Linked DNA regions of Mus musculus: regions 2 and 3 are each linked to region 1. The links are chromatin contacts, called in public promoter capture Hi-C maps. All regions are on one chromosome and are shown on one strand. Each heading gives the region's core, a stretch centred on a gene start, on an enhancer-like site or on the middle of the called end of the contact. The rest is flanking DNA. Distances are from core to core; before and after follow the strand shown.

Evidence for each region. Promoter capture Hi-C pulls out the DNA fragments that hold promoters and counts their contacts.
Region 2: a contact with region 1 is called in a promoter capture Hi-C map of embryonic stem cells. The contact joins the enhancer-like site here to the promoter of Alox12b in region 1. A contact is called at or near these places in 17 of 39 promoter capture datasets (the C10 cell line, the HPC-7 cell line, HPC-7-derived erythroid cells and 11 more), 1 of 15 datasets of contacts at CTCF or cohesin (the NIH/3T3 cell line), 2 of 484 Hi-C or Micro-C datasets (bone marrow-derived macrophages and hematopoietic stem and progenitor cells), 1 of 115 datasets of contacts at active chromatin or transcription factors (embryonic stem cells) and 3 of 9 other capture datasets (adipose tissue, liver and macrophages).
Region 3: a promoter capture Hi-C map of hippocampal neurons shows a contact between it and region 1, with 4 times the contacts expected there. The contact joins the enhancer-like site here to the promoter of Alox12b in region 1. A contact is called at or near these places in 24 of 39 promoter capture datasets (the 3T3-L1 cell line, the C10 cell line, the HPC-7 cell line and 14 more), 1 of 15 datasets of contacts at CTCF or cohesin (the NIH/3T3 cell line), 7 of 484 Hi-C or Micro-C datasets (the 63-12 cell line, the HPC-7 cell line, bone marrow-derived macrophages and 3 more), 4 of 115 datasets of contacts at active chromatin or transcription factors (bone marrow-derived macrophages, craniofacial prominence, embryonic hindbrain and 1 more) and 4 of 9 other capture datasets (adipose tissue, embryonic stem cells, liver and 1 more).

Annotation. Positions count from the first base shown.
Region 1 is chr11:69,155,222-69,158,352 of GRCm38.p6, forward strand. It overlaps Alox12b (arachidonate 12-lipoxygenase, 12R type), which reads left to right and starts at 1,851. Exons shown (of 15, transcript NM_009659.2): 1 at 1,851-2,172; 2 at 3,053-3,131. The coding sequence starts at 2,026.
Region 2 is chr11:69,467,759-69,471,196 of GRCm38.p6, forward strand. All of the region lies in intron 39 of Dnah2 (dynein, axonemal, heavy chain 2), which reads right to left. Among named protein-coding and RNA genes, the nearest start is that of Kdm6b, 53 kb to the left of the region's middle. Within about 2 kb of position 1,718, at least 16 of the 459 cell types and tissues checked have an H3K27ac peak or open chromatin away from gene starts, as enhancers often do. A contact at or near this core is called in embryonic stem cells and trophoblast stem cells, where this site is marked.
Region 3 is chr11:69,525,507-69,528,977 of GRCm38.p6, forward strand. All of the region lies in intron 4 of Dnah2 (dynein, axonemal, heavy chain 2), which reads right to left. Among named protein-coding and RNA genes, the nearest start is that of Dnah2, 22 kb to the right of the region's middle. Within about 2 kb of position 1,760, at least 80 of the 459 cell types and tissues checked have an H3K27ac peak or open chromatin away from gene starts, as enhancers often do. A contact at or near this core is called in craniofacial prominence, hippocampal neurons, nephron progenitors and 1 more, where this site is marked.

The DNA.
Region 1 (3,131 bases), core at 601-3,100:
GTTTCTGGTTTTTGGTTTTGGTTTTTGGTTTTCTGACAGCATCTACTATCTAGTCCTGACTGACCTGGAATTTGCTATGTAGATCAGGCTGGCTTTGAACTCACAGAGATTCACCTACTCACCTTCCTGTGCCTTCAGAGTGCTGGAATTAAAGGCATGAGCCATCATGACCAGCATATTACTTCTGTTTTGTTTTGTTTAGACTTCCCTGGTAAGAGTATGTTCTTTACAATACTGAAGAACAGCACAGATACAGTAAAATGTGTCAAGTGTCCTACATACAAGCCAGATCAGCAGAGAACATTCTAGCTGCCTACATGGTTTCCCCATTCCAAAAGCACTGAATTGTGTAGGAGGTGGCAAGTTTTGTCTGTTCTGAAACTTTGCATCAGTGGAATAAGAAATGTCTGAATGTATGGTATAGTTCACTCCATATATAATCTCTAGGGTGTTTATCTGTAAAATACCTTAATTTGGAGACTGGTATGGCTCAGCAGATAAGAGAACTGCTGCTCTTCGTGAAGATTGGGGTTCAATTCCCAGCACCCACATGGTGGCTCACAGCCTTCTCTTACTCCAGTTCCAGGGAACCCAATGCTACCTTATGGCCTCTGCAGACACCAGGCACCCAAGTGGTAAACAGACACTCCTACATAGACACCCACACATCTAAGACAAAAAGTTTTTTTCAATCTTAATTCTCTCTCTCTCCTTCTCTCCCTCTTTTCTTTCCTTCCTTCCTTCCTTTCTCTCTCCCTCTCTTTCTTTCTTTCTTTCTTTCTTTCTTTCTTTCTTTCTTTCTTTCTCTCTCCCTCTCTTTCTTTCTCTCTCCCTCTCTTTCTTTCTTTCCTTCTTTCTTCCTTCCTTCCTCTCTCTCTTTCTTTCTTCCTTCCTTTCTCTCTCTTTCCTTCTTTCCTTCTTTCTTTTTTTCTTTCTTTCTTCCTCTCTCTCTCTTCCTCTCTCTTCCTCTTTCTCTCTCTTCCTCTCTCTCTCTTCCTCTCTCTCTTCCTCTCTCTTCCTCTCTCTCTCTCTCTCTCTCTCTCTCTCTCTCTCTCTCTCTCTCTCTCTCTCTCTGTGAGATGATGGTCTTCCTTTGTAGCTCAGGCATCAGAGGCTCTTGGCTCAGCCTCCAAGTAGCTGGAAGTTGAGGTGTGGACCACTGTGCCTGACTTTAGCCTGATCCCTTTGGGGGTTGGAGATTGAACTCAGGGTCTCCCACATTTTCTGTATGTTCTCTACAGTGAACTGAAGTCCTTTAGTCTTATTCTCCTGCCTCAGCTGTTCTCTCAACTGTCCTCTGCGTATCAACACCAGGTTCTCCTAAGTAGATACTGGCTAACAAGGAAGCAGCAGCTACAGGCTTTAGGCTCCAAACCCTTCCACCCTGCATCTCTTGTCCCTTGTGGTCTTTAGTCTCCTGGCTTCAACATTCTTCCTGATGTGTACTGCAGGCCCTGGGTTCTAACGCAAAAGCAGGACACTGGACAGCACGTCTGTATCACTCCTCATGCCTTCCAAAGCAGGTCACTTCTGATTTTGGCCAGGTTCAGCATGGGTGCCTGTCGCTGCAGCCAATGGGGGCGAACAGCTTATTAGTTTGATAAAGATCTGAAGGCCCTGCCCCGCCCCCTCCCCCAACTTCCCTGGGGCCCTGGCTCAGCCTAGACAGCTCCCACACCCTGAAGGCTGCTTCAGCCTCAGCATCTTCTATCCGCCCTCTCAGCGCCCTGCCTGCGGTTCCTCCCCATCAGCTCCTATAGGTCTCAAGCGCAGACGCCTGCTCACGGGCTACTGGCCCGGCTCCGCCTCATCTGCCAGGCTCACATCCCTCCCGCCCCGCCAAGGGCAGCAGCTGCTCCCGGCTCCAGAGGCATTCGCGGGACAGTGGTTCCCGCTGACTGCTCCATCACTGACTGCTCCATCACTCTTCGCTGTCTGGCTTCCCTTGTCTACCTCGTTTCTAACTGTGTGGCTTTAGCCATAGTGTCCGGGATTGAGCCCTCTCTTGGCTCCTGAAGAGCGGCCATGGCCACCTATAAAGTCAAGGTGGCCACGGGCACTGACTTCTTTTCGGGGACGCTGGATTCAATTTCACTGACCATCGTGGGGACCCAAGGAGAGAGCCATAAGCAGCGGTTGAACCACTTTGGGAGAGACTTTGCCACGGGGGCGGTAAGTGCGCACGCGTCACCCAGGATGGATGGAGGCTTGGGGTGGATGGAGGTATCCGGTAGGCAGCCAGAGCTGGGCCAGGGGACTGGAGAACCAAGGACAACTCTAACACTGTGGGCTCCCAACTGGTTTCCTATCTCTCCCCACACATATTCATCCTCTTTGCTCACTCTTCTCTCATTCTTTCCAACCAATACATCCTTCTCCCTCTTCTTTCCTTGCCCCCTCCTCTTCTCTTTGAGCTTATCCACCTCTCTCAGTTCTCTTCCACACCTTAAGGTTTCTTCTATTCTCATGCCTTTCCATCACCTCTCTCCCATCCTTACTCACTCTTCCTCAGCCACGTTGCATCACAACTGGCTTCCATTTGCATTGGATTCTCTGTGACTTCAAATGGCATCCGACCAGCCTGGCCAGTGGGGACTTGCTTTGCCCTAATGGAAGCCACTCTGTGATTTTGATAGCCTTCTGCTCCTGTGTGATCCGAATAGGCTCCGTCATCTGTGTGGCCACTTCTGAATTCCTACATCTTCCTTGAAAAGTGGGAGAAGGGCAGGGGGGCACTCTGCTGTCCAGTCTAGGAGTGCAGGATGCTAGGGAGTCCTGGGCGCTGACTCTTTTGCCCCCAAGATTCTAAATAGCTCCTGCAGCCTCAAGCGACTGGGACCTTAGGAAGGATGGATAAGGCAGGGGTCTTTCCCTGCCTTGGGTAAATGGGCCCAGCAGAGGGCAGCCAAGTCAGGGGGTTCACATCTGTGCCTTCTCTTTATCCTTGCTCTGTGCACTCCTCAGTCCAGCAGGGGAGTGTTACTAACATGAGCAGGTAAAGGGTAAGCCTTCAGGAACTGGCCAGGTCACTCAGCCCCCATGTTTTGTGCAGGTGGATGACTACACGGTACAGTGCCAGCAGGACCTGGGGGAGCTTATCATCATCCGTCTGCACAAGGAGCCTCATTCCT
Region 2 (3,438 bases), core at 468-2,967, 310 kb after region 1:
ATTCACTCTGACCTGGCTGGCCTCAAACCCAGAGATCTGCCTGCCTCTGTCCTCTTAGTGATGGGATTAAAGGTGTGAGTCACCACCACCCCCTCCAATATTTTTATTTTTTTGAGACACAGTCTTACTCTGTAGCCAATTATATAGCCCAGGATTCCTTCAAAATAGCAGTTACCCTCCAGCCTCACCTCCTGTGGACTGAGATCACAAGCGCGAGCCTGTCTGTTATATTTTTCTGTACATGGGTCTGTATATTTTCCTTAACTTTTTTTAAAAAAGATTTATTTATTTATTATATGTAAGTACACTGTAGCTGTCTTCAGACACTCCAGAAGAGGGCATCAGATTTTGTTACGGATGGTTGTGAGCCACCATGTGGTTGCTGGGATTTGAACTTCGGACCTTTGGAAGAGCAGTCAGTGCTCTTTAACCACTGAGCCATCTCTCCAGCCCCTTTCCTTAACTTTTTAATGTTGTATCTTTCTATAGTTTGCTTTAGGGATGGCAAGATGGTGCCGAGGCCAAGGGCATTTGCTATGCCAGCATGGTGATCTGGGGTTTTGACCCCCCCAGAGCCCATGTAAATATAAAAGGTAGCTGACCACCAAGGTCCAGCCAGCTTCAGCATAGTCTGGAAGAAAAGGCCACATCCTGCTGCTAATACTGGGCAAGATATCTGAGACACCCCTACACCTTGAATGCTGTGCTGACCAAACCAAACTCCTCAAAATCAAAATTAACCAACTCGTCCTAACACTGGGTTCTTCTCCCCCATTTATAAACTGTCATTTGCCTATGGGGCCGCATCTGTCTTCTCTCCATCCAGAGGCAGTCCATTGTCCTTCCAGAGCAACTATGCTTTCCCCCTCTCCCTTGTTCCTTTTCTCTTCTCCCTCATTCTCACCCTCATCTGTCTCTGATTCCCTGCCCTTTGTCCCTCTGGGGCAAATAAATCTCCCGTGGTGCTGAGAACTTAGTCTTGCTGCTGTGTCCTGTGCTGACTCTGGTCATTCATAGCCAACTCCACAAAGCTGCCCTCTAGCCTCCACACATGTGCTATGGCAGGCATGCCCATACACATAGATCATGCACACACACTCTTTCACATGCACACATACACACACACACACTAATAATAATAATAATAAATAAAAATGCAAAGCTTGCTTTGTCTGAAAAGGGTAGTTATCACTGTAGTCAGAATACATATGCTGAATGGGTGCCTTCAAGTTTTTGAGGCAGACTCATGGCCTTTACATGTTCAGTGTCTATATGCTCTTTATGAATCAACTATGAATCAACTCAAAGTTGTCCGTTGTGTTGTTCAAATCTTCCATGACCGTAAATTTCAGTCAGCCTGGTTTACTTACTAAGAGGTTAAAACCCGCCTCTATTCTATGGGTTTATCTATTTCTCCTGACATCTCAGCCAATTTAGCTTTAGTTCTTTTGAGTCTGCATCTTAAGTACATCCAAATTCAATCTATTTTATCTTCCTGGACAATCTGAACCTTTTTTTTTTTTTTTTTTTTTATCTTGAGGTGACTTTGTATTTCCAGTAAAGCGTTTTGCCTTGAAGGCTGTGCTGTCTGTCTGTCTGTCTTGGCTTCCCCAGCTCTCTCTGGATGCGTAGCGATCTGGCAGACCTCCTCCCCTGAGACTCCCAAGCCTTTGTCCTTCAGCTTCAGGTGTGTCTCATGTAGGAGACACTCCCGAGGATTACCGTCAGGGCGGGGACTTTTCTTCCAGATGGCGTGTTTGCCCCGAGGGCGCTAACAGATTCTGTGCCTGTTGCTTACCTGGGTTTCAAGATCCTTATCACAAAGCTAACTCCAAACTCTGCTAGTTAATTAAGAGTGTCTGAATGATGGTCACATCACTTATCAATTTCTCTGTTAGACACACTCCTGAAGCCTTTGGATTTTATTTATCAATAGAGGAAGGGTTCACGCACTGAAGAGGCTTGATAGCCTTGATCTCCTCCTACTGCCTTCTGTCTCTCTGCTCACCCTGTGACTGCCATCTTGGGCTCTCTGTTGACCAACCCCTGAAGCTTTATTTAAGCTTCTCTTGAACGAATGGTATTCCTGTGTCTGCTTCTCTGCTAACTTTTCATAGTCTGTACCTACACTTTAGTGAGGCCACATTCTCTCGGCTCATGAACATATTAGAGGCTTTTTGTTTGTTTGAAATAAGCATAATTGAAAGTGTAGCTGATCTAGCCTTCTATAAGATAGGTTGGATGAGACAGAATTTGAAGTCAGAAATTATTTACCCCTGGAATTTTGAAGGCTGCTCCATTATTAGCATACTTAACATTATTGTTGAGACACAGAACAGCCTGGTTTGTGGTTGTTTTTAGTCTCTTGCCTCTTTTTTCTTTTCCTCCTTGGAAACAGCTGAAATAGTCTTCTTGTTCAATATCTAGAATTTCCCAGGGGCAGCCTGTTAAAGGACTGTTCTAGTCCACGTTTATGTGGGATTTCCTTTAGCTGTGAGCAAGGACCTCATCCCTCCATGCTCTTCTCTGTGACTTTTGAAATTGTTTGAATGTTATCTCACCTAGATTTTCCTTTAAATCCTATCTCTTCTCCCCTTTGTCTGCCATAGTCCTTTCTTAATAGCATTTCATTAGAATTTCACTTGGATAATTCTGATCATTGTTCAGGGTGGAGTCTTGGTGGCCCAGGCTGACCTGAATGCATAGAGGGGACCGGCTATCCTCCTCACCCCCAGAGTCCCTGTGTCTGCAGAGATGCCCACCACTCCCCAGCAGAGGCCATTGATGGTTTGCTTTGTATTTCCTCTCCTTGGCCTATCTATTTCTCCACCAGGCTCTTTCTTGTTTGTTCGGGTTCTTTTGTTAGGGAACCTAGGCCCTGCAGGTAACCAAGTCCTAAGCAGATAGGTATGCAAGCCAGACAAGGACAAGCCCAGCCCCAGCACACCCCCTACACACACACACACACACACACACACACACACGCACACGCACACGCACACGCACACGCACACGCACGGTGGGGTGCAGGCTGGAGGGAAGGGGGGTCAGTCTCACTGCCATCACCTTTTCTGGGTCACACATTAACTAAGCCCCCACCTCCTATCGAGAGTGACTCCTGCCGTGTGGCGTGAATGGCAATGTGCCCAGTCCCTTACTTCTGTCGCAGACCATAGGTCACACATCATACATTGACTAAGCCTGCTTCCTTGTGATACAAGACCACCCCTCTTCTCAGAAACCCTTACAAAGTAGACTCCTTGCTTCTCCCAGGGCTAATACTTTCCTTCAAACTCTTTACCATACTGTCTGTTGCCCTGCATTTAAAAAAGTCTCTTGTCTCAGGGATTTGGCTCAACATCCCCTCTCCTCCCTTGCCTCCTCCCTCCCACTAGTAACACCTAATGGCCTTCCTACCAGAGCTCTTCTCTCAGGTTG
Region 3 (3,471 bases), core at 510-3,009, 370 kb after region 1:
ATGAAAGCACATTGCTACCCAACTTTCTATTTATTTTATATTGTGATGATCATGGAGATGGTGATGAGGATAATGTGTGTGTGTCTGTGTGTGTGCACATGTGCACGAGAGAGAGAGAGAGAGAGAAAGAAAGAAAGAGAGAGAAAGAGAGAACGCAAGTATATGCATGTTTTGTCAGGGCACACATGTAGAGATGAGGGCATCTTTGGGGAGCCATTTCTCTCCTTCCACCGAGAATTCGGGGAACAGACCCTGATTATTAGGCTTGTGTAGAAAATACCATGACCTACTGAACCATATTCCGGCCCTCAGTTGTGTGCATGTACGCATGTTCGATTTTTTTTCTTTCTTTCTTTCTTTCTTCCTTTTTTTTTTTTTTTTTTTTTTTTGAGTCTCAGCTGTGAACTCACGATTGCAGAAATTCTGCCTCTGCTTTCTAGCAGCTGCGACTGCAGACCTGGGCCACCACCCCCGGCTCTTTCAATTTTTATTTTCAAAAAACTCCAACTCGTAGAAAATTTTCAAGAAAAATAAAGTTAACAAAATATCCTTGCCTCCTGGATTCAATGTCAATGCTCCATCTGTCTGTCCCCTCTTTATACCTGAGCCTTTGTGAGCTGCAGGCATCCAGATGCCACACCCTTAATGCTTGGCCTGTATCTTCTAAAATTACTGTAATTATGGTGATAGAAAAATTTATCTAATACAATATATGTCCACATTTAACTTCCTCCAGTTGTCCAAATGATGTCACGTATAGCTGGATCTCTTCCTCCCCATCCATATCCCGCCCAGGGCTATCCATCGTCTTATTTTGTTGTTGCTGCTGTTTCTCTTCTGAAACAGGGTCTCACTATGTAAGCCCTGGTCTAGAATACACTGCTACATAAATTAGGATGGCTTTCAACTCACAGAATCCTTCCACCTCTATCTCCCTAATGCTGAAATTAAAGGTATGTACCACCATGCCTAGCCTCTGTGTGTGTGTGTGTGAGAGAGAGAGAGTGTGTGAGTGTGTGTGTGTGTGTGTGTGTGTGTGTGAATGAGTGAGTGTGTGTGTGTGAGTGTGTGTGAGTGAGTGTGTGTGTGTGAGTGAGTGTGTGTGTGTGAGTGAGTGTGTGAGTGTGTGGTGTTTGAGGTGCATTTTTGTTTGTTTGTTTGTTTGTTTAGGTTTTTTTGGTGGGGTATAGACAGAGTTTCATACTCAGGCTGGCCTGGAACTCCTAATACTCCTTCCTGCCTCTGTTTCCTACAACCTCCTTTCATTTCAACAACTCCTATCCTTTGCTATCCTCTGTGTGTGTGTGTGTGTGTGTGTGTGTGTGTGTGTGTGTGTGTGTCCTCCTGTTTTAGCCTCTCAGGTGACAGGATTACAAGCATGTACCATCATGTCGGGCTTTCTCTTTTACGTTGTACTATCAATCACTCTAAGAATCAAGCCAGATGTTTTTCAAATGTCCCTTAATTTGGATTTATCTAAATGCTTGTTATTAGGTTGAAGCTAAATGTTCTCGGTGGAACGCCATAATGTTCCCCAGAACTGGCATCCTTACATTTCAGTGCTGAAACTAAAATGCACGCTGACATTAACGTGAGAGGCCGTCGGTAAGCAGCAACAGCGCAGCCTTCTCACTCCCAGACGCCGTTCCTTGTGCATCTCAGGAAAATTCTTTGTATGTTCTCTCTAAATCCACACTGTGACGGCTGTCTACTCCTGCAGCTGGGCTGTGCCCATCCCTCGTGTCTATTCGCGTCTCCCTAATTGCATTAATGTGTCCGGCCTTTTCTTTCTCATGAACGGCGGCTGCCTCAGCCTTGCGCTCAGTCGGTGACGGATTTTCAACCACAGCTATTCAGTTCCCCGCCATTTCTCATCTGGTTTTGTAGCACGCTGCCTTATTCGTTCCCTAAGATCCGTGCCCCACCTCCCCCTTTCATCTCCTTCCACCTTTTATCATCTCGTAGAGACTGAATTCATGTTGGTATCGAGTTGCACCGTGGCTGTTGTGAGGAGCCTCCTTCCTTGGGTTAGATCTCCCTCCTGTATACGCGCTTTGTTCTTTTTTTTTTTTTTCTTCCCTTTGTCCTTGGTATAATGTGCCCGCCGTTGCCATGCAATTTCGCCCCATTTTGCTCATGCCTGAGCAGCTTTGTCAATTCACTCTTTTGGCTCTAGCACACTGTGGGCGACTTCTTGATGCCCCACTGGGAGAGGCCAGTTTATTTTGCCTCTTGAAGGTAAAGTGAAAGGATTAGGTATTTTATGTTATTCTCTTTTCTGTAGCCTGAGAGACTTGTGTGAGGAGGGGCACGTGGTTAAGGCTAATTTAAGGCAATAGCAAATCTTTGTTAAATGACAAACCTCTTGGGGGATGTTTGGAATGCTCCAAGGTTTTCCCCCAACCAAGTGCGGGAAGAGAAGGAACTTGGAGCTTCAGCACAGTTTAGGGTTCACACCTGTTTGTGAAATTCACTAGATTTGATTATGCCTTTTCCCTGTGTTCTGTGGATCCTGGGCTGTGAGCTGCCTTCATGTCCCAGGTCTCACTCTTTGCCCCTTTTATCAGATACTAGGTTATGGACTCCCCCACTCCCACCTCTACCCCTGCCCCAGTGAAGAAGGGTTTATTTTGGCTAACGGTGTGACAGGGCACAGAGCATCACAGTGGAGAAAGGCGTGGGCATGGCAGGAGGAGACACTCCTTGGAGTCTAAAATCAGAATGCCGAGAGACATGACTCTTTTTTTCCCTTTCTGTGCTGGGGATTGAGTGCAGGGCCTCCTGAAGGTTCCACTAAGCTACTGTGCGTAGTCATTTTTTAAAGGAAGTTTAAACTAGCCACCCTAACCTGGAGAATACAGTAAAATCTCTCATCTACTGTTGTAGCAAGTTAAATGGATCTGTCTCTCTCTCTCTCTCTCTCTCTCTCTCTCTCTCTCTCTCTCAAGATTTTATTTATTATATGTATGTGAGTACACTGTCGCTGTCTTCAGACACACCAGAAGAGGGCATCAAATCCCACTGCAGATGGTTATGAGCCACCATGTGGTTGCTGGGAATTGAACTCAGGCCCTCTGGAAGAGCAGTCAGTGCTCTTAACCTCTGAGCCATCTTTCCAACCCACTCATATCTATTTTTATACATTCCTTTAATGCTGCTATTCATCATTTATACTCCTGCCCTAGTATTAACTGTTTTAATTACTATAGTTTAATAAAGGATTCTTATGTCTATGAATCTCCTTTATTACTTTCTTCATCATTACTGTTGATATATATATATATATATATATAGGGGTTGGGGGTTTGTTTTTTTGGTTTTTTGGTTTTTTGTTTTTTTTTTTTTTTTGAGACAGGGTTTCTCTGTGTAGCCCTGGCTGTCCTGGACCTCACTCTGTAGCCCAGACTGGCTTCAAACTCATAGAGATCCACCTGCCTTCTGCCTCCCGAGTGCTGGGATAAAAGGTGTGTA